2 separate regions of the Gossypium hirsutum genome follow, and region 2 is linked to region 1. A link is a contact called in public Hi-C data. All regions are on one chromosome and are shown on one strand. The core of a region is the stretch at or near the end of the contact, and the rest is flanking DNA. Distances in the headings are between cores, read along the strand shown. Region 1 holds the start of LOC107895249 (protein SAWADEE HOMEODOMAIN HOMOLOG 2). Region 2 has its middle 11 kb from the start of LOC107895245.

Evidence for each region. A called contact is a pair of places that touch in the nucleus more often than the background predicts.
Region 2: a contact with region 1 is called in a Hi-C map of leaf, with 2.5 times the contacts expected there. The contact joins the enhancer-like site here to the promoter of LOC107895249 in region 1. A contact is called at or near these places in 4 of 34 Hi-C or Micro-C datasets (anther, callus and leaf).

What each region holds. Positions count from the first base shown.
Region 1 is chrA13:97,299,768-97,304,229 of Gossypium_hirsutum_v2.1, forward strand. LOC107895249 (protein SAWADEE HOMEODOMAIN HOMOLOG 2) reads right to left here and starts at 2,403. Exons shown (of 9, transcript XM_016820532.2): 1 at 1,912-2,403; 2 at 1,440-1,525; 3 at 1,290-1,335; 4 at 1,035-1,212; 5 at 865-937; 6 at 720-771; 7 at 289-432; 8 at 66-185. The coding sequence starts at 1,965. LOC107895248 (RNA exonuclease 4) reads right to left here. Exons shown (of 9, transcript XM_016820531.2): 5 at 4,335-4,443; 6 at 4,006-4,094; 7 at 3,852-3,916; 8 at 3,674-3,752; 9 at 2,664-3,108. The coding sequence ends at 2,950.
Region 2 is chrA13:97,374,434-97,379,420 of Gossypium_hirsutum_v2.1, forward strand. No RefSeq gene overlaps it. Among protein-coding and RNA genes, the nearest start is that of LOC107895245, 11 kb to the right of the region's middle. Within about 2 kb of position 2,013, at least 8 of the 9 cell types and tissues checked have an H3K27ac peak or open chromatin away from gene starts, as enhancers often do. A contact at or near this core is called in leaf, where this site is marked.

The DNA.
Region 1 (4,462 bases), core at 1,153-3,652:
ATTACAGTGAATATCATCAAAATGGAGGACTCAAACAATGAAATAATGGAGTGATTAACTAATACCTCGGACTGGTCATGATCGTAGCGCACCAGAAATCTACAACGACAACCTCGTATGTCATGCCTCCGCCTTTGCGCATCGAGGACATGGGCATCAAAATAGAGAGCCTGATCTTTACCTTCCTGTAAATTTTGAAAGCATCAAGAAAACGAATTCTAAGAAAGGATTGATTAAAAGAAATATATATTCTCAATGATTGATCAGATATTTTAAGCAGAAATCCACCTGAAAACATAGTACAAGGTCCCCAGGAAGAACTGCAACACACTCAGAAGCTTCACACGGGAGGGACCGTTGCCTGACATGCTTCCGAATGTTTACCCACTCATCCTCCTCTGGTCCAAAACCAGCAATCCGAACCTGTACTTCCTGCAAAAAGATAGCAAAATATTTTGGAATACTTTTTTCAGATGGCAATTTGTGGTATTTTCAGTTCTGCATAAAACTATTAGAAAACTTACAGAAGAGAACTATCAGAACATTTTATTCAAAAGTGAAAAACAAATTTCATGTCAAAAATTGAAAGATGGGATCAGGTAAACATAAGAAATAAGAAAAGAATAATCCGTGTTAGTAATTTATGAACTCAGGCAACAGTGAATCATAAGTACAGCACTTGCACCGGCATATGCAGTGATAGTGGACTAAAAAATTACCGGATCACCTGCATCCAAATATCTATGGGCCAGAAAAGTCGCAACATCATACCTGAAAACAGGAGATTTAAGAGGATTGGGTTGACTGCAAATATTTGTTTATCAGTGAAACAAATTTTAAATAGACAAAGATGAACAAACTTACCATGCACCATCCCTTGAAGATTTAGCTTCAAACTCCATATAAGATTCTGACAAATTCCTTCCTGCACCTGGAACTGAGAGCAGCAAATGAGGACTATAAATCTGAAGTGCGATGATACGGAAGACTTGAAAGGGAAAAAGAACTCTAAAGACAGTCAGAAATTATTCTACCTGTAGAAGCAGGCATTGGAGCAGTCATATGAGGAGGCACGGGAGCTGCAACAGGCTGTGGCACATTTCTCATGGGATTGGAATCATCCCGAGGCATAGATGTAATATTTAGCTTCCCAGGAACCTTATTTGATTTTGCCCTTATCGCATAGCGCCTATTCTGGAACCAGTTCCATATCTACACAAGAAGTTTTCCAAGTGTAATCGGTTGAAAATATTTCCTCCTTAACAAAAAAATAAAATCCAACTTCTTACTTGCTTAAACTGCACAACGATCTTCCCTTTCCGTTCTGCCGACTCACTACATCCAAAGCAAATTTGCTTACAGTTTCTTATAAGAGAAAAAAAAAAAAAAAAGAACTATACATCATGCAACACAATGTTGTTGAGGATACTAATGCATACCTGAACTTATCTGCAAGACTCATAAGGATCTCTCGAACAGGCATCTGATTATGGTGCTCCTGGAGAATAGTCTCCATCTCCGCCACCTTAATGCAGAGATTATGTTACAAATTCATTGTTTAAAGAAATAAACGAAAAAAACTATACTACACTAGAACTTACGAAAGAAAAATCTTGAAACAAAGCCTATGCACTTACAACTACGTTTATTTACCAAAAATATTAAAATTGGATTACTAACACTACCATTAACAAAATAGACTAAATGCTAAACAATCTATCACACAAAAAACTCAACCAATCAAAGCAATCATTAGCAGAAATTTTCAAATAAAAAAAACCCAGAAATTAGTTGACTAAAGCATGCAATCCCACTGACCCATTTGAGATTTCAAACTAAAAATCGAAACCATTACTATGAAACAACACTATAAGCAATATAACTAATTTCTCTTGAAAAGAAAAAGGGTACCTCAGTTTGGGTGAAACGAAAGGCAGGGCCGCCACTACTCGGATGCCGACCCATCTATTCCAACACTCTTGGTCGCGCGGGCTTTTTTCCCTTTTTTTTTCTTCTTTCTAGAAAAATATAAACTTGATATGCTTTTGGGTATTGAAGTATAGTAAGTGCAATTTTTTTTTTTTATGATTATTCTGGAGAGGGACCAGATTTTGTCTTATCAAAGGTTTAGAATTTCTGATAGAACTATGGACAATAGAAAATAAAAAAGAGAAAGCAAATTTGTTTGGGATGGGGGTAGTTTCGACCCTAATTCAGTCGCCAATGCGAGTGAATCCCGTGATTTTTCGGTCTCCTTTTTTACCTTTGTCTTAAAAAGAGAAAGATTTTCATTTTCTTTTCCATTTTACTAATGATATTGGAGTGCTCGGCGATGTCTAAGGGCTGAAAACCAACGGCATATCAGATATATACCTAAAAAACACAATTTGGTTGCAAATCAATTTGCTGAACTTTAGCTAACGTGTTCGCAAGTTTTTTATAAGGCTCCTAATAAAATCTCAAAGGTCTTAAAAGAAAATCAAAGCGAGTGATGTTTTCAAACAATTGACTTAATATAATTTATCTTCTCCTTTTCCGCTCTGGCTTTATGCATCCTATCAACTTATACTTGCAAATTGGATTTGATTATCAAATTCCAAGTGCTAATCACTTAGTAAAATTTTGATACATAGAAAAGTCAATGTAGACATTGTAATGCAAAATTTATGAATAAAGTTATAAATTCATTTTCAGAAAGTAAATGGTAAAAACTAGTGATTGTAATATTTCATTGAATGGGATACATAACCAAGTTTTTTTTTCCATCATACTAAGTTTAACTACAGATGAAGAGGTCGGCCTTTTGTTCTCTGATCACCGTTTGATGCTGCATCATTTGTTTCTTGCAGTCCAGATTTATGGTAAGGATTCTGTAAATCACTCTCCATGAAGGTGATCCTGCTGAAGATTTTGGAACTTCATTTTCGACAATTATGCGACTTGTCACCATTAAGATGCAATCAGAGAATGGTTGATATCAGCCTTTGGTTTCTTTCTCTGCTTGCGTTTCTTCTGCTTTTCTTTGAGCCTTAATTGATCCTTAACGCTTCTTTCCCATTCCTTCCGGTGTTTTGAGTAAAGAAGCATTGCAGCACGAGCATCGTCTACCTGACGAATGACAATACATGTTAGTTTGAAAACGTTGCATTGTTGGTTTAGAGCAAAAATAGGGAAAGCTGTCTCAAAGTTTGCCCCTAAACACATTTGAGCTAAACCAACTCGAATATGTTTCAGAAAAAGACCATAATTCCCTTGATAATTACAAAACAACCCTTTCTAATTAAGTTCTACACAATAAGGATCTTTTGAGAGCTTGGCAGACCAGCAGTGAAGAAACACTTGAGAAGGAACTTTCCAGCCCCAAGTATTCTTCCAAAGAAAACTACCTTCCCTTGTAATGAATAACAGATGACATAACACAATTGTGTCACCTTATTGTCGCGCATTGGCCTTCAAGAATGAAAATGTTTAAAATGAACAAAATTACCACTCTAGTGACAAGCCTGTGACTTTGAGCATCTCAGATTCAGATTAGTAATGTCAACAACCTTCTAATAGACAAGTTTAGAGCATATCAGATCAATCAACCAAGTCTTTTTCTGTAGTTTCAATGTAATTATTTCATGTTTGCTAACAGTTTGGAGAACAAGTATCTAATGAACATTTTACTTACAGGGCAGTGTTCGCCATTCTGGATCTCAACACCTAGAACCTCTGCTGCAAGATGCCGAAGTGCCTTTCTGCGTCCTTCCCTGTTGCAACAACAATCATTGTTATCTGAGGCACCATAGGAGCTGTTTAACACACTCAATTGTCCAGGCAATAATAGCTAAGAGATGAAAGACTAATACTTTAAAAACGGTTGAAACTCTGAGGTGTCCCTCAGGTCCTTCTTAGGATGCGTTAGTAGTAAGGCCTGTAGAAAATAAGCAGTCAAATCAAAATCTCAGTGCCAGTTTTCTACTTCCATACAAACAACAAAACAACAAAGCAAATAAAGAAAACCTTAAGGTCATTGTGCAACGCATGACCGACAAGAATTCTTCCCTTAATCAACTCTGCCACTTTCTTCTGAACAACCCTAAAATCCTTTGCTGCAGAGACAAAAAAAAAATTGCATTAGGCCAAAATTTCTTCTCCAAAGCAGTCAAACCTTCTTGAACAATGGAATGGCAAATGTTTTCAAACTAAAATTGGTTTTTATCATGTAAGAATTATACAAAAACGCATATACTTTGCATATGCAATATATATATAAGCCAATAGCCTTTTTAAGGATATGATGCTCCAGTTTCAGAGAATTCAGGTAACCACCAAAGCAAATTAAAGCCAACCTTTCCTCAAGTCTCTGGGCCGAATGCCACTAATATGTGTGCGGAAGTCAACAACACGTTCTACTGGCCGCACAAACTCATCATATATAACATTTCTCCATTTATTTACCTGTCATTAACTGAAATAT
Region 2 (4,987 bases), core at 763-3,262, 74 kb after region 1:
AAAAAATAATACTTCATAAATACAATATTAGACTCAAATATAATCAAAATTAAGCCTTAAAATCGAACCCAATATGATTTAAACTCGAAATAAAATTTGAAATTTGAAATTTCCCATAATAATCTTATGTAGAAGTTACGCTCACACAATATTTACTAAAACAACCATAACTTGAGCTCCCGAGCACGAATTTGGGTGATTCAAAGCGCATTTCAAATATAAGAGATAGTTCTGTCATCGGTTGAGCTCTCATGCTCGAAATTGGGTGATTCAAAGTGCATTTTGAAACTAAGAGATAGCCCTATCATCAGTCAAATGACATCTCAACCTATAAATGCCTATATCCCATCCAAAAATGCATTGTAAGTTAACTGACTTTTCAGATTTGGAAATTGGTAAATTTAGTGAACTTAATTTAATAAATTTCATCCATTCATGCATATATCACAAATAGTAACTCATAAACTTTTGTTGTGTTTAACATTGTTTTTCAAAATCACTTTTAAAGTTAAACCAATAAGTCACAAGCAATACTAAACAAAAGGCTTTTCAAACAAAATCAACTTTCCAAATTAAAGCAGAAAAGTTGAAAATTTTAGCATTTGGCTTTGAGTAAAAAAGCTAAAAATTTTAGCTTTTGAGTTCTTAAAAGACAGTTTGTGTGCGAAATTATTAAATTTCCTCGTATTTATATTTAACTATAAATTATAAATATGATTTATATATTTAAGTTAAATTTCACATACAATTTATATTAATTTCTTAAAAAATATTTAATTTATATTCCATATATATTTATATTAAGAATGAGTTACCATATGTTTTAAAGTTATCATATTAGAAGTCCTATGGAGTCTGTAGAGCAAGAGGGAATCGGCGATAGACGGAGCGGTATGCGACAAACATAAGAAGGAGCGATCAACGTTCAAGATCAAGATACATATGTTGTGATGGAAACTAATTCGACAGCAAACAACCTAGGTCATGGAAAGATCGACTCATGGGTACAGACCCGCAAATCAAAGATAAAACAGGAACAATAATTAGAGATGAAGATGATGACGACTTAGAACTGCTAGAAGAAGATATTATGAGTTCCTCAGTAAATGGCATACCGGAAATAGATTTCTCCAATCGAGTTAATCAGTTACTCATAAAAGATATGAAGCTTGCGATAGTAATTAAGCTATTGGGAAAAAACATTGGTTACGCAACACTACAAAATAAGATACACTCCTTGTGGAAACTGATTCTACCATTCCGATTAATGGACATCGAAAACGGTTATTATTTGACTACATTTCAGAACGTCGAAGACTTTGAAAGAGTTTTAAGTCAAGGGCCTTGGATAGTTTATAGGGAATATCTAACCGTTTATCTCTGGAGTATCGAATTTAATCTCTCACAGCCATACCTAAATATGGTCATGGCCTGGATACGATTACCAGGACTGCCTGGGCATATGTACAAAAAGAAAATACTCTAGGAGTTAGGGGGAATGGTGGGAAGGGTCGCAATTTCAACACTGATAATGGAGTTCGGGGAAGATTCGCAAGAATGGCGGTCTACGTTAATATTGGAAAAGGCCCTTTCGTCGCAAGTTTTTAATCAATGGAGTTCCACAAAGAATTGAGTATGAGGGTCTTCCCACGGTCTGTTTTTCCTGCGGTCACTATGGACATACACAAGATTTGTGTCCAAAATCAGTGACTACTCAAAAACCATCAAAAGAAAATTTCTTGGATAAAGAACCAGTTTCGGAAAATAGATCTGAGTTAAGTGAAAACAATTCTACAAACAGCTCTGGTGATTACGACCCTTGGATGCTTGTAAAAAAACATAACCAGCCATGGTCAAAAGAACATCAGAACAAAAATGGTGTAGCCAAAGAGAAGAAATAAGAAAGTATTTGGTTTCAACCCTTAGAAACCCTAAATGAAGAAATGGGCTTAGAAGAGAATAGGCCGATATAGATAACAGTTAAACCCAAACAGAGGCTGGGAATGTGGCATGCCCAATAGAGGCAAAAAATGGACCCTCACCCACGGGCCAACTCCAACAAAGACTTGATAAGCAGTCTCCAGCTAGTCCAAGATCCAATAAGCAAACTCAGCCCAAAATGTTTGGGCCTAATGCTTCTCTTAAAAGAGACCGAAGTGATTCTAATTCAAGAAAGAACGATCTACCAGGCGCAATGCAGACCAAATCAGGATAAAAAAAATAGAAACAGAATAAAAAAATATTAATTTGAAAGAAACACAGTTAGAGACACAACAATCAAAGGGAGAATTGGAAATAGAAGCTGCAGGAGATAAAGGAAATACTGCAAAGAATGAAAATCAGATCTTGAGAGAAATTCAATATTCACAGCTACCAACAAAACTAGGATTTCAACCTAACCTTCACTTCAACATCGAAAGCATAAAAGAAGTCGCGATAACTCCTACAGTTGGAATCCTAGATTCAACCAAACAATCAATAGTGGCGTTCAAAGATCCAAATCATCATATGGGAAATCAGCAAGAATGACTACCATCCAAAAATAATATGGGGCAAAAAAAGAATTCACCCGTAGTAAGCACTAGTGGGGGGAAAACAAATGGCAACACAAAAGGGCAAAAACTCAATAAAATAATTCAGGATAAATGAAGCCCTTTTAAAGTCTCGTCCCCCAAAATTCTCCTGGCAGAGTCAATGGCTAATACGGTGGATTTGTTACAAGAGCAAGTCAAGCAAAGCATCTTCATCAAAACAAATGAAGAAGGACATGGGAACGCAGAAAGTAGAAATGATGCACGATGTCAACACTAGATTGGGTAAATTCCTTCTAAACCTTTATGATGAATAACAAAATTAGTTTATCAATTTTTGTCTGGAATTGTCAAGGATCCGCAAGTCCCAAATTCCTACGCATCTTTAGAGAATATAATATGGAATTTAGACCTGATATTGTAGGGCTTTTAGAGCCAAAGGTAAATGGTAGCAAATAAGATAAAATAATTGTTAAACTTAGATTTCATCACTGGCACCGCGTAGAAGCAATAGGGTTTTTAGGGGGAATTTGGATAGGGTGGAATGAGACAATTCACCAAGAAATAATTCAAAATCATCCCCAATTTATTCTTGTTAAAATTCATAATGTGGGAACAACACAACCTATCCTACTGGCTATCGTATATGGAATCCCCAATTCCACTAAAAGAAAGAATTTATGGGAAGCTTTAAAAATAACTATACCATCGGATCACTCCCCTTGGATGGCAATAGGTGATTTTGATACAATTCTTTCTGTTGAAGATAAAAAATGTGGTAATATCATAGGGAAGAGGTGCCCATTCTTTGGAGACTTCATGGAATCTAAAAATCTTCAAGACTTAGGATTTCAAGGACCCTCATTCACTTGGAAACGAGGAGGTGTCTTTGAAAGACTAGATTGAGCAATAGGAAATGCAACTTGGTGCCAATCATTTCCTCAATGCTTAATAACACACCTAACTCGAATAAAGTCCAATCATAGGCCATTGTTAGTAAACATTAATCTGGATCTTAAACTCCCTAGGGGATAACCTTTCAAGTTTCTCACGGGATGGGCACAGCATCAGGACTTTTCCAACATCGTTAAGAGTTCATGGAAATATGAGGGGGATAACTCTCTAAATCAACTCACTGAAAAGCTTAAAGTCTGGAATAAAAACGTTTACGGGCACATTGGATTCCACAAACAAAAATTGATAAAATCCTTAAGCTCAATACAAGCAAAACTTGAAAGATCTTACTCATATTCATTGGCCCAGAAAGAAATAAATATTAGAGATGAGCTAGAGAATGTTCTTAGCCATTAGGAATTATTGTGGAAGCAGAAATCTAGATGCGACTGGCTCAAACTGGGGATAACAATACAAAATTCTTCCATAGTTGTGCATTACACAGAAGAAAGATTAATCGTATTAGTGCACTCTGCAACATAAACGGTGATTGGCTATATGACCTAGAAGATATCCAAGAAGAGGCGGTTAATTACTTTCAAAAATTATATGGTGAAAAACCAAATAGACTAGGAAAATTACCCCTAAGTCAATTTCCACCGTTAGAAGCTAGTGACATCGACTTCTTACAAAAGGAAGTTACGAATGAAAAAATTAAAAAAAAAAAACACTTTTTGATATGGCCTTCCTAAAGGCACCTGGAAGTGATGGTTACCACGCTTATTTCTTTTAGAACCAGTGGGAAAATATAGGAAAAGCAGTCTGCACTTGGGTCAAAGATGTTTTTAAAGGATGTCCCATTGATCGAGATATTAACAACATATTAATCATTCTAATCCCAAAGGTTGTCCAACCAGAAGAAATATCTCAATTTAGACCTATAAGCCTTTGCAACTAGAGGTGATCATGGGCCGGACCGGGCCGAGCCGGGCCGAGCCAGGTTTGGGCCGGGCCCAAACAAAATTTTAGGCCGTCTACTAGGCCCTGTCCTGGCCCGGCCCGAAATATAGGCCTAAAAATTTATCCAAGCCCAGCCCAAAATAAAATTGCTAAGCTTGAGCCCAGCCCGGCTCGGCCCATATTAAATTTTTTTTGCTTATTTCATTAAATAAAAAATTTAAAAATATAATAAATCAAATATATTTAAAAACATAAAAAATATTAAAACGAATAAAAATAATACGAAAACAATTCTTAAAACAATACACAAATTGATAATATAATAAAAAATGGTTACATTAAAAATTTAAAATGATTAAAAATAAAATAAAAAATATATTAATATATAATTTGGGCCAGACCCGGGCCAAAAAACTCTTACCTGAGGCCCAGCCCATTTTCTAAACGGGCCTCATTTTTTTGTCCAAGCCTATTTTTCGGGCCTATATTTTTACCCAAACCCTTTCATTTTTCGGGTGGGCCGGGTCGGGTTGCCCAGCCCATGATCAGCTCTATTTGCAACGTCCTTTATAAACTAGTCATGAAAATAATTGCCAACAGAT